Regions from separate parts of the Rattus norvegicus genome. Here region 2 is linked to region 1. The links are chromatin contacts, called in public Hi-C maps. All regions are on one chromosome and are shown on one strand. The core of a region is the stretch at or near the end of the contact, and the rest is flanking DNA. Distances in the headings are between cores, read along the strand shown.

Evidence for each region. Hi-C and Micro-C count contacts between places; a contact is called where the count stands out from the background.
Region 2: a Hi-C map of the A7r5 cell line shows a contact between it and region 1, with 5 times the contacts expected there. The contact joins two enhancer-like sites. A contact is called at or near these places in 9 of 12 Hi-C or Micro-C datasets (the A7r5 cell line, the Rat2 cell line, frontal cortex and 4 more).

Annotation. Positions count from the first base shown.
Region 1 is chr2:121,238,994-121,244,973 of GRCr8, forward strand. It overlaps Anxa5 (annexin A5), which reads right to left. Exons shown (of 13, transcript NM_013132.2): 11 at 4,402-4,460; 12 at 4,080-4,202; 13 at 3,158-3,611. The coding sequence ends at 3,549. Among named protein-coding and RNA genes, the nearest start is that of Anxa5, 31 kb to the right of the region's middle. Within about 2 kb of position 3,613, at least 22 of the 93 cell types and tissues checked have an H3K27ac peak or open chromatin away from gene starts, as enhancers often do. A contact at or near this core is called in the A7r5 cell line, where this site is marked.
Region 2 is chr2:121,288,693-121,294,672 of GRCr8, forward strand. No RefSeq gene overlaps it. Among named protein-coding and RNA genes, the nearest start is that of Anxa5, 19 kb to the left of the region's middle. Within about 2 kb of position 2,314, at least 10 of the 93 cell types and tissues checked have an H3K27ac peak or open chromatin away from gene starts, as enhancers often do. A contact at or near this core is called in the A7r5 cell line, where this site is marked.

The DNA.
Region 1 (5,980 bases), core at 2,363-4,862:
CCAGTTGGCTTCTGAGGCACCATTTGTACAGTAAATTCTATGTTGTATAAACTAAGCATTTCTCATTTTTCTCAGCTTTTACATATTTTTGTACTCATGATGGTGTTTACCGTTCCTCCATCTTCTGCGCCCTCCTTCCCTCCTCATACTTTGTCTTTTTTTCCTATTGCTGCGAAGAGACACCATGACCAAGGCAATCAGGGTCTTGCTTACAATGTCAGAGGGTGTATCCACGACCACTGTGGCTGAGAGCATGGCAGTGGGCAGGCGGGCACAGCACTGGAGTAGTGGCAGAGAGCTTACATCTCCCCCACATGCCTGAGGCAGACGTGGGCCCAGCATGGGCTTTTGAAACCTCAAAGCCCACCCCTAGTGACAAACCTTCTCCAACAAGGCCACACCTCCGCATCCTTCCTGAACAGTTTAGCAGCTGGAAATAAGCATTCAAATGTGTCAAATCACCACACCCTTTTCTCTTGGATCTTACAGAAATGTTTGGTTTTAGGTAACTAAAAGTAACCATCTTTCTTTTACAGGGTCTGGATTTGGGGTGATCGACAGACTGGCCTTCCACTTCAGGGTTATTGCCGCAGAAACAGGAATGACCTAACAGGGGCTGTTTGTTTGGGAAAGTTCCAGGCCTACAACTCTGAGGAAGCTGCTAATTCCAGTGTCTCCATCAGCATCCTCAGCTTCCGGGTAGAGCCATTTCTCAGCAGCAGACCCCTGGCCAGTACCTGGGCAGGAAGGTACAGATCAGCCAGCCACTTCTACCACAGACCTCTCTCACGAGGAATGTGCCCCTAGCTGAACACCCCCCTCAGCAGACACTTGTGAGGTCTAAAAAGTGGTCTGACAGCTGATCAGCTCTGCTTCCTGCCTTCTTCCCTTAAGCCCTCTGCATCCCTAACCCCATCCTGGCACCTACCTCCAGAGACTCTTAACAGGTAACATGAGGAAATGTCTTCATTATGATTCAGTGACTAAGTTTATGGTTTTGAGATTCAACTGGAGAGAGGAAGCTCAGAACTAATCTTATCTTTCTCCTCAATGATGGGCTGGTTATCTTCACGTAAGTTAATTGTAAAAGGAACTGAATTTCATACAGCCAATTTATGAAAAACAAAGGCTCTTAATCACGAGACCATTTTAATCGAAGGTTGGAAAGAACATAAGTGTCCGTCCATCTGTGTTGGTTTCAATATCCCAGCTTGCTTTCTACTCACCAGTCTAGAAAGGCACGAGTCCTGCGGAGTTTTAACAACTCGGGCTTGGGTGTAGCTCCATGGTAGAACACTTGCTCACGATCTGCTAGGGCCAGCTTCCAGAACAACCACCCCCTCCCCAAATAGGAAGGAAGAATGAATGAGGGAGGGAGGGAGGGAGAGAGGGAGGGAGGGAAGGAAGGAAGGAAGGAAGGAAGGAAGGAAGGAAGGAAGGAAGGAAGGAAGGAAGGGAAGGAGAAAGAGACATACAGACAGAGAATGGTGTCTGGAGATGAATGTTAGATTAGGCTATGTGGTATAAGCCTGTCCCTCCAAGAACTCTATACCTTACTGTTCTCATTTAGATTAACTAATGAGTCTCTTTAAACGTGAGTTCTGAAAAGAACTAGTGTTTTCACAACAGTTTCACAGCAAGATCCGGCAGGGGTACAAACCGGAAAAGTGCAGCGCATGGTAAAGCCCTTTTCTCTTTCTGATATAGTTTCCTATTGTAGCCCAGGCTGGCCTGGAACTCCCAGCAGTCCTCTTGCCTCGGCCTCCTCCGTGTTGGGATCACAGGTGTGAGCCACCACAGCAAGCTCAGAGCTCTCGAACCAGCAAGCTTTTGGTGCACAGTTTACATGATAGACTGAGGCTCCGCGCCTGCGGAGCGTGGGCGGGAGTGTGTGTGTGTGTGTGGGGGGGTCCAACTTCACATTATCACACACTTGACTTTTACACTTTCCTTGGTTATTTTGTAGAGCAGTGAGGGCTGTGAGAAGGTCGCTGTTAGTATTTAAAAGGGAAATTAACATTTTAGTTAGGGAAAAAGTAACCATAAGTATATAGCGTACGTACAATAGCAAAGTAACTCCACTCTGAGGCGCTCAAAGGCAGGAAACAGGAAGGCAAGGCTGAAGAAATGGCTTTCTAAAAAATACTGTGTTATCTGTGGCGAGACAGACACATGGTGCCTGAGCACAGGGCCACGTGGCAGGACATAGGTTAGAATACATTAGCTATTTGAAGTTGTGAGCTAGTCAGACAAGAGCCTAGCTATCTGGCCAAGGTATTTATAAATATATTTTGAGTCTGGGTCTTATTTCTGGGAATATGGGGCTGAGAGGAAGAACCAGAACAAACTTCTGCGATTGTCTCAAACGGGAGAAGGCAAAGAGATGTGATGGTTTGCATATGCTTGGCTCAGGGAGGGGCACTGTTGGGAGGTGTGGCCTTGTTGGAGTAGATGTGTCACTGTGGGTGTGGGCTTTATTACTCTTGTCCTAACTGTCTGGGAGTGTCCTACTAGCAGCCTTCAGATGAAGATGTAGAGCTCTCAGCTCCTCCCGCACCATCCCTGCCTGGATGCTGCCATGCTCCTCCTTCATGATAATGGACTGAACCTCTGAGCCTGTAAGCCAGCCCCAAGTAAATGTTGTCTTTTATAATACTTGCCTTGGTCATGGTGTCTGTTCACAGCAGTAAAACCCTAAGAAGTGTTACAAGCCAAAGCGAACACTCTGAAATTTTATGTTGTGCAAAATTACTTTTTCTGCTAGAAGCTCCACAGTATTGCCTTATCTGATGAGGAAATAAACCTCTCTCCCAGGAGACCCTCCCCCTTTCATCCCGCCAGGAAACGTACACACACACACACACACACACACACACACACACACACACACACTCACATGCACACACGCGCGTGCGCACACACACACACACACACACACACACACGCACACACACCCCACTCCCTCACCCTTTCACCGTCCTTCATCTCTCTGTGTTAGGAAATTTGGTCCCTGGCGCTGCATTTTTTAGTACTCCAAGACCAACTATACTTTTAGCTTTTACTAATACTACGGTCAAGTGCCTGCTTTCAAAGGGGGACCATTGTTAAATAAGCGTTCTAAACACGAGCCTACACAGGATTTGGAGGGACGAGAATGTTTATTTGTCGGCAACGTTTCTGATATTACGACCATCTTAATTTTTCAGGTCAGCTAGAGCACTAAGCTTGATTGACAGCACTTCCAAGAGTTCACAATTTCATGGCTAAGGTTCCGTTCAAGGTAATATGGTTATTAACTTAATATAAATGAAGCTTTAGAAGAGGATAGAAAACGCAACTTAGAGATACTAGACTGAGAGACGTGGGAAGGTCTATGTCAGACAGAACAGCAGAACACTGCTTTCATTCGAGACAGCTTTGGTCATTAGCACACACTCGTGTGAGTAAGGCAGCGTGGCAGGCAGGCAGGCATTGAACGTAAGTAGGCGTGGTGCTGAAGGAAGCTGATGGTGGGCAGCAGGCGGGCCCAGGGCACTCCAGGCAGCTCCTCAGTCATCCTCGCCTCCACAGAGGAGCAGCAGGGCCTTCTTATAGTCTCCAGATGTGTCGCCCTGGAACCCAAACATGCTCTGTCAACTCCATGACTCACAAAAGCCACAGCTCAGGAAAGAGCTGAGCGTGACTAGTGTTCCTGTGACTTTCCTCCCGACTGGGCAACTTCTCTGCATGACTCTCACGACAGGAATGTCACATGGGGAAATTCCAATGCCGCCCAGTTGAACTTTCTAATTTTACCCCTCAAGGGCTGTTCTCTTAATGGAGTGGAGTATGTTCTTCCTTCGAGAAGTGGGGAGGGCAAGGAAACCTTTCCAAGTATGTTAAATCATCACGCTTTCCAAACAGATGCCCAGTTTCTCTCGGGCTAACAAGGGCATGCCTCCCATGCCGTGGCTTTGCTTCAGAGGCAGGCCTAGCACATGCTTTCTTTCCTCAGACTTCCCTCATAACGCTTGTGTGTGAAACTGTCTTAAGTGCACGGACTGATGTAAGTGCGTTTCTAACGTAAGCCAGAGTTCTACCTTGATCATAGAGTACAGGGACGTGGCGAAGTTCTTCCTAAACTCCTTCCTGATGTTAAACAGATCAATCTCACTCCTCGACACTATGACTCTGATGAGGGTGTGATCGTCCGTCCCAGCACCCTTTAAAGGAGAAAAGAGCACAGGTGTTAAGTCTTCACGCACAGCATTAAATGCCCCTGGTTTGAGGTAAACCATTAAAGTCTCGTAGTATAGGAGAAACAGGCTACATGTCTGAAGGAGACGTGCATCCCCAGGCTTATCTGAAGCATAATCAGAACTAGAGAAGGCTGCATTTACTAGATGCAGGCTACCTACTCACCTTCATAGCATAGTAGAGGGTCTCTGCAAGGTAGGCAGGTATGCTCCGAATAGACTTCACTACAAAAACACAGAATACAACTGTCAAAAGCTATTCAGACATGAAGAGCGACGTGATCAAAGTGCAAACACGGTCCCCTGTTCTTAGCTCTGTTTCTAAGTGTAAAAGTGAGGTGCCCTGCAGAGGGGCATCTGCAAGCTGCTCTAGTTCCTCCTCTGCTGCCTTCCGACTCCTCAGAGCCTTCTGACTCCTCAGGGCCTTCCAACTCCTCAGGGCCTTCTGACTCCTTGGCTGTCTTCTGACTCTCTAGCTTGGCTCTCCTCTGTGCAGGTCCAGAAAGGCACCGGAAAAGAGGCTCTTCTCTGTGCCCCTTTGTTCTCTGCGGTCTTTGTTGGCACCTGGGTGGTTATAATGCCACGTCCCTCATCACTGATAAGTTATATAAGTAGCTTAGAAGTTTCTGTTCCGAGACATCCGATCAAATGATACAAGAATACTACTCTAATCTCTGCAAACGCCCGGACTGACTTTCTGAATTCTCTCTGAATTCTCCGAACTAAAACTCACAATTCACAAAAGCAGCCTGGATGTATCCATTGCAGTTCAGACACTGGGCCAGGCCGCTCACCCTCTCCACGCCACAGCTGACATGGGTTAAGGGCGTGCAGATAGGAGTCCCTCAGCAAAGGACACAAAAACTCTGCAGGCCACGAAAATGAGAATCCTTCAGCTCTGATACCTCTCAAGTCTTCCTTTTCAAAGATTAAGAAAAGCAGCTTCTCAGGCAGACTGAGAAACTATCCTCTGGCTAGAGAAAAAACAAACAAGCATGTGTTTGACATGATAGAAGGTGGCTGTTTTCAGGTTAAATGATCTGGAGTTTTAATTAAGTGCGCATAATAACTGTGACCTTCTTGTGTGTCTTCCTCATGAAAGAGCCAAGTTTCTACCTCACTGGACGTGTCTTCGGATGAAAGGCTACTAAACTAAGTTGGCTCCAGCACAAATGCTCAGAGGAGACAGAGGCTGCCTTCAGACCGTGTGAGCCCAGGCTGGGCCTGCGGGATCTGGAAAGCACACAAAATCCACACCACTTGCAAATCCACTTCTCCAGTCATGCTGAGCGCTTATTTGACCTGAAAAGAAAAACCACCTTCCCATACTCTGCATATCCTGTCACATCAGAGACCTGGGTTTATCTCTTGTGCCATGATAACGTCTCAGTCTGCATGAAGAGCTGTGAGGAGAGTATTCAAAAGCTTTCTTGCTTTTTTTTTTTTTTTTTCCGGAGCTGGGGACCGAACCCAGGGCCTTGCGCTTGCTAGGCAAGCGCTTTACCACTGAGCTAAATCCCCAACCCTCAAAAGCTTTCTAAAACCCTGCGGGCATCGAAGACAAGCCATGCTTGCAGGCCTATGTGTCCAAGGCATCAGAGGGCCACAGTACTATTTTTAATGTGGCTCTCAGATGGTCTCTACTAATGTTCTTGGTGCTCCCATATAATCGGGTAAATAACCAAGTATTCAGAACACCAACTTGGACTTCCCAAGGGAAACTCAAGAGTTTGCGTCATCCAATG
Region 2 (5,980 bases), core at 1,064-3,563, 48 kb after region 1:
CCATGAACGTTCTTCTGTGTGTGTCTGTGTCACCTGCTGGATCACAAGCCTTCTGAGTATTTGAAGTGTATCTTAATCACAGTTCTCAGAGTCTCAAACACACGGGAGACAAATGTCTGTTCAGTATGTGTTTGTCGAGAGTGGGGCTTTACTAGTTAGATGTCCTTGTTCCAACTACGGAACTTTACAAATAATTCACCCGTCTTCATCTCAATCCAGGAAGTTAGCGATAGAGCCCCCTTCCCAGGGTTGTTGAGTGTGTTTAATGCTCAGTGTGCACTCGCCGTGGCTGTTGGTGTTGCTGTGGCTGTTACTGCTAGGCAGCACCAAGACGTCGCTCACACTGCTGGAAGAACTGCTTCCCGAGACCAGGGTCCTATGGAAACAGAGCTCCCGAGAGAAGAGAACTCCGCCAGATCTATGTCATGTGGCACACAGACAAGAGAATGATACTCCAGGGCTCTGTTAGCCAGGGATGAAGCACACATTGTGTGTGATTTCCTATTTTAAGAGTTTTGCGGGTTGGGAATTTAGCTCAGTGGTAGAGTGCTTACCTAGCAAGCACAAGGCCCTGGGTTCTGTCCCCAGCTCCAAAGGAAAAAAAAAAAAAGAAAAGAAAAGAAAAGAAAAAAGAAAAAGAAAGAAAAAAAGAGTTTTGACTTAATTTAACCTTCATATGTGGAACAGAGAAGTTGTTCTTATTATTCTAATTCTTGAAGATGAAGAAAATGAGACAGAGGTGAAGTTGCCAAGGATTACATAGGTGAGTTGCTGGCCACAGATGCCCATGACTGTGTCTCAAGTTGTAACAGAACAAACGAACCACAGGATTGTCCTCAAATGTTCCCTAGAGAACCTGGGCTAGACCCATTCAGGCTCTCTCCTGTTCCCATGCCCACCTGCCCTCAGTCCACCACAATATCTATCCTATTTTTCCTTCCCAGGGAGATCCGTGCATCCCCCTCTGGGACCCTCCTTGTTACTTAGCGTTTCTGCATATATATGTTGTAGTTGTTTAGCATGGTGTTTTTGTGGGACTCCTAACAGAGGGAGCATGGCTGTCCCTGATACTTTTGCCTGCTTTTAGGACCCTTCTGCTCCCACTGAATTGCCTTGTCCAGCCTTATTATGAGAAGAGGTGCTTAATCGTGTTATAACTTGATATGCCATGTTTGGTTGATACCCCTGGAAGGTCAGCCCATTTCTGAAAGGAAATGGAGGAGGAGTGGATGAGGAGGCAGGAGGTGGCGGGGCGAGGGACTGCAAGGAGAGGAAGGAGGGAAAATTGTGGATGGGATGTAATATATGAGAGAATAAATTAATTAAAAAAAAGTTTCTTGGAGTAGCACCCAATTCATCCTCCTAAGCCACCATAGACCCAGGCCTCCTCAGCCTGTGTCACTACAGAGGGACCAGGAGCAGTGATGCCCCAAACCATGGCGTTCTTAGGGTTCCCTCCCTCCATCAGTAGATGCACTAGAATTACTTCTGTTAGGTACAGAATACAGTTTCTCTTAAAAAGACTATAAGTCAAACCATTATTAGATATTGTACAGTCATACTAAAATAGTAAGGCAGTAATGTCCCCTAGCAGTTTCTGTCAACATTGTACCACATCCAGCTACAAAACGTAAGTGAAGGGGTCTCAACATATCACAGCCCACCACTAGTCACAGATCATTTATTAAACAGACAAGAAAATAACCAGGTGTTGTTTTTTTTTTTTAATTTTATCGGAGTTATGTGAGGGGAAGTTGCCTCTGGTCTCTGGTAAGCAGAAGAAGCTGCCAGCATCCCTAAAGCGTGCATAGCCCCAGACAACAAGGAAGTATCCAGCCTCAACGCCAGTCATGCCAAAGCTAAGTATCTGGGAAGCTGCATTTTCTATTAGACAACAAGCAACGTCTGGAGACTTTCTCTCGGCTCACCCTGGACCCAAACCAAAGTTAGAAGCCTTAGCCCTGTGGTGGTGACCTCCATCTTGCTTCCCAATATATTGGCAAAATCAGGTTGGCCGGAAAGTAGGCAGGTCAGGGGTGCCGGAAAGTAATGGTATCACTTTTAAAATCCTGCGCCAGTGGCTAATTTAATATTCTGAGTCACTGAGCTATCTGTAAGGTCTGTACCTCCTCCCTGGAGGTGGCCCAGGGCCAACAGCTAATGAATTATTAGCTATCTTTATTTAGTAACGATAACAGCAGCTATCATGATTGGACATTTGCTAACTGTCGGATATGAATCACTCAGCCTTGTGCAGCAAACTCATGGCTGTGGCCTCTCTTGGCTGGAGACGTGCCCCCTTTGGATTGGAGGCAGAAAGCAGCGCCACCTGGCGGACTCTGTGAGAAGTGTGTAGGAGAGTCAGCTCACAGCTCACGGAAGTCTCCGATCTGTGTGTACAAGACCTGCTGAGGTCTGTCAGGCCTGTGCGGTTCTTTGACGACTCCTGTCTGTTAGGTCCCAAAGAAATAGGGACAAATGATTAATTGAAGTGCCTATTTAACTCACAAAGGCAGATAGATACCAGTGACCAGGCTCTCTCAGCCTCTCTCAGTACCACCCCCCGCCCACAAACCTCTCCATCCCCTGAGCATCGCTGTTGTTCTGGTTCCTACATAACCCACTCATTTTGATCACTCTTGGTTACTCTTTGTTCTCTTGGCCTCTTGGTTCGTCTTCCTCTCCTGGTCCCCTCTCTTGTCCCTTTCTCTTCTTCCTCTCTTGCTGTCCCTCTCCTCTCTCCTCTCATGGCTGACCTATTCTGCGGCCATGTTCAGTCTGGACTTTTCCAGATGCCTCTGGCTCTTCTGTCCCTCATATCTGCAATAAAAACCTTCTCTTCAGCCATTCCTAGGAGGAATCGCGTGCTTGTTTTCATTCACTACCCTCAAGAAATTTGCAAAAACAAACAACTTATAATGTTCTACTTCGGGCTGGAGAGATGGCTCAGTAGTTAAGAGCACTGACTGCTCTTCCAGAGGTCCTGAGTTCAATTCCCAGCACCCACATGGTGGCTCACAATCATCTGTCATGGGATCTGATGCCCTCTTCTGGTGTGTCTGAGGACAGCTGCAGTGTACTCACATAAAAAAAAAATGTTCTATTTCATAAATGCTCCCATTTAGAGACACTCCCCTCTCCCCACCCCACCCGGAGAATTAGATGTTCCCTTTTTCTCAATGAGTCAAGGGGCGGGGGTGGGAGGGTACAGTTTAAGGAAGGACATTTGGTCCGGGGCTTAATGTTGGGAACCCTGGCTTACTTGGCAGCTTTGACTGCCAGTGAAGGAGCCGGTGTCAAGAAGAACCGCTAAAACAGTTTAGTGACTTTCTCAGGCCTAGCCTTTCAGGTGGGTTTTGACCTGGCAGAGAATTTTTCCTATTGGGGTCCTGGATCCCAGTAGGAAAGACATTATTTTTTGCTACTAAATAGGACACTTTCCATACTGGGGCTTTCTGCTTGACTTAGTGGGTAGCCACTTCCAGCTGCCTGTCCGTCGTGAATGTCTGGGTCTTGGGTGAACATTGATGGCTATCCTTGCTCACGGAATTGATAGCATAGCCCTCAGCCCAGGTTTGGAGACAGCCTGCTGTGGAGGATGCTGTTTCAGACCCAGGACTCAGGATGCACAGCTTTCATCAGCACGGAAGAGCCTTATGCAGACAAAGAGCAGGGCCAGAGCTGAACTGGGTTCTCAAACTTTCTGATGAGCTTTTGCAACTTGGGGCCCACTGCTTTGCCCGGGTCCGCAAGAGACAGCGGCGAGATGTCGCCCCCAAGCGGTTTCATAGAGTCATGACTCAAGTTCCTTTTTTAACCTACCACACCCCTGATTCTTTGCTCTGTGGAGACCAGTGGAGCTTCCAAAGGCACACAGAAGCTGTAGCTGTAGGTCACAGCAGGAATCTAGCCGGATCAAGATAGAAAAGTCGAGAGCGAAGAAATTAATAACAAATAATTTTCTAATGTCTGTCTAACCAAACGATTCTAGAAAGTAAAAGTTGCTTATTCGTAAGGGAAAAAAGCCATGTTTCTTTTAACTTTAAAAGTAGAGAGAGCTGGCGGTGGTGAGCCACGCCTTCAATCTCAGCACGTGAGAGGCAGAGCCAGGAGGATTTCTGAGTTTAAGGCCAGCTTGATCTCCATAGCAAGTTAGGGATACACTGAAAATGTCTCAAAAGGGAGGGCGAGGAGGGGACTGGGGAGATCCGTGGGTAAGACCCTTGGCGTCTGAGCATGAGGGCTGGCGATCAAACTCCCAAAGCCTACACAAATGTCAGGTAGGCGTGATGGCCCATCTGTAACCCAGAGTTTAGAAGGCAGAAGAAAGAGTTCCCTAGTTAGCTGGACTGGCTGATCAGGGGGCTCTGTGCGCGCGTGCGAGACTACACCTGACCATCTGAAATGGAAAGGGATGAGGCAGATCCCTGACATCAAGTTCCAGCCTCCACATGCACAGGGACACACATGCAATCGGCATATACACCTGCATCAGCGCCCACACACATACTCAAGCATGCGCACACTGTATGCACACTAAACACACATACAAAGAAGACAAAGTTCATGTGCTCATGAGTACAAAATTCTCGGCAGCCTTCGTGTAAGAAGTGTTTGATTTGAAACCACCATTCCTTCCCAGAAAAAAGGACTTGTTTGCTACTTCAACCTATTCCTTTACTTACATTTTACTTTGTGTTGCCCCTACTTTAAGCTTTGTTTGAAATGAACCAAATCACATATACTTCGTTACAGATGCTCCAACGCATTCTGAGAGAAGCCTGGCCTGCATATATCTACCGCCTGTTTCCGGTGCATTTTTAAAGAGTGATTTTCACACTTCTGCTTGAAATGACTTACAGCAAAATATTTTAACCTTTCCGTCTTCTGAAAATATTTACATTTTAAAAGTCTTACTGTCTCTTCCCTCTTTTCAAGTCCTCTTTAAGGAACAGAGGCAAGCATATTCTTGGACATGGCGGCTCGTGCCTGCAATCCCAACCCCAGGGAGGTGGAGGCAGGAGAACCGGAAGTTCAGGGTCTCTTTGACTACAAAGGAACTTAAAGCAGCTTGGGCTACGTAAGACCCTGTCTAAAACAAAGAAGCAAAGATTCACCTAGATTATTTTTACTGACTGGTTATTTTTTTCACCAGCTGTGCGTGCAAAGCCCAAGCGATTCCAGGCGCTGAGTCAGCATGTTCACGCATTCGCTTCTCTGGTGCTGTGCCAGGCTGTGGGCTCAGGCAGCTTCTGGCTTTTTTTTTTTTCTTTTTAAACTTTCCAAATGAAAGTCAAAAACAGCTTGTTAAAGTAGGTGTTTTAAGAAAGATAGAAAGGAGCCGGGCGGCAGCGGCGCACGCCTTTAATCTCAGCACTCTGGAGGCTGAAGCAGGGAAATCTCGTGAGTTTGAGGCCCGGTTGGTCTACAGGGTGAGTTCCAGGACAGCCAGGACTACACAGAGAAACCAAGTCTCAAAAAACCAAAAGTAAAGAAATGAAGTGAAGGAAAGAAAAGGATTATAGTCCCAATAGGACGGCTTGCTACGACTTCTCTATCAGGGCCCTCCGGAACGCCAGACACACCATGAAGGTGATTACCTGGGTCCTTGTGGCCCATGCTCAGGAGAGGTGTCGGGAACACTGCTCTCAAGTACACCACTGCCATCTACTTATGGGCCCAAGCAGCCCCAAGAGCCACCTCTGCTGACAGCTCCGAGAACCACGTCATTGCCACTTCATTTCTTCTGTGAATTTTTGGTTTCCTTATGGTGCTGAAGATCAAGGCCAGGGCATAATGTCAGAGGTCTTGTCCTCATGCCCGAATTCTGAGCACCATGTGTTGGGCTTCATGCAGGTTGCTTGACTTCCTCTTCTCCTCTGGGGGTCTGCACCCTCGCACACTCACCGTGATGTCCTCTTCTTATTCTCCCACACAGTGGTGAACGGCACGCCCTGGTTTGTGGCTGCTGAATGTAGAG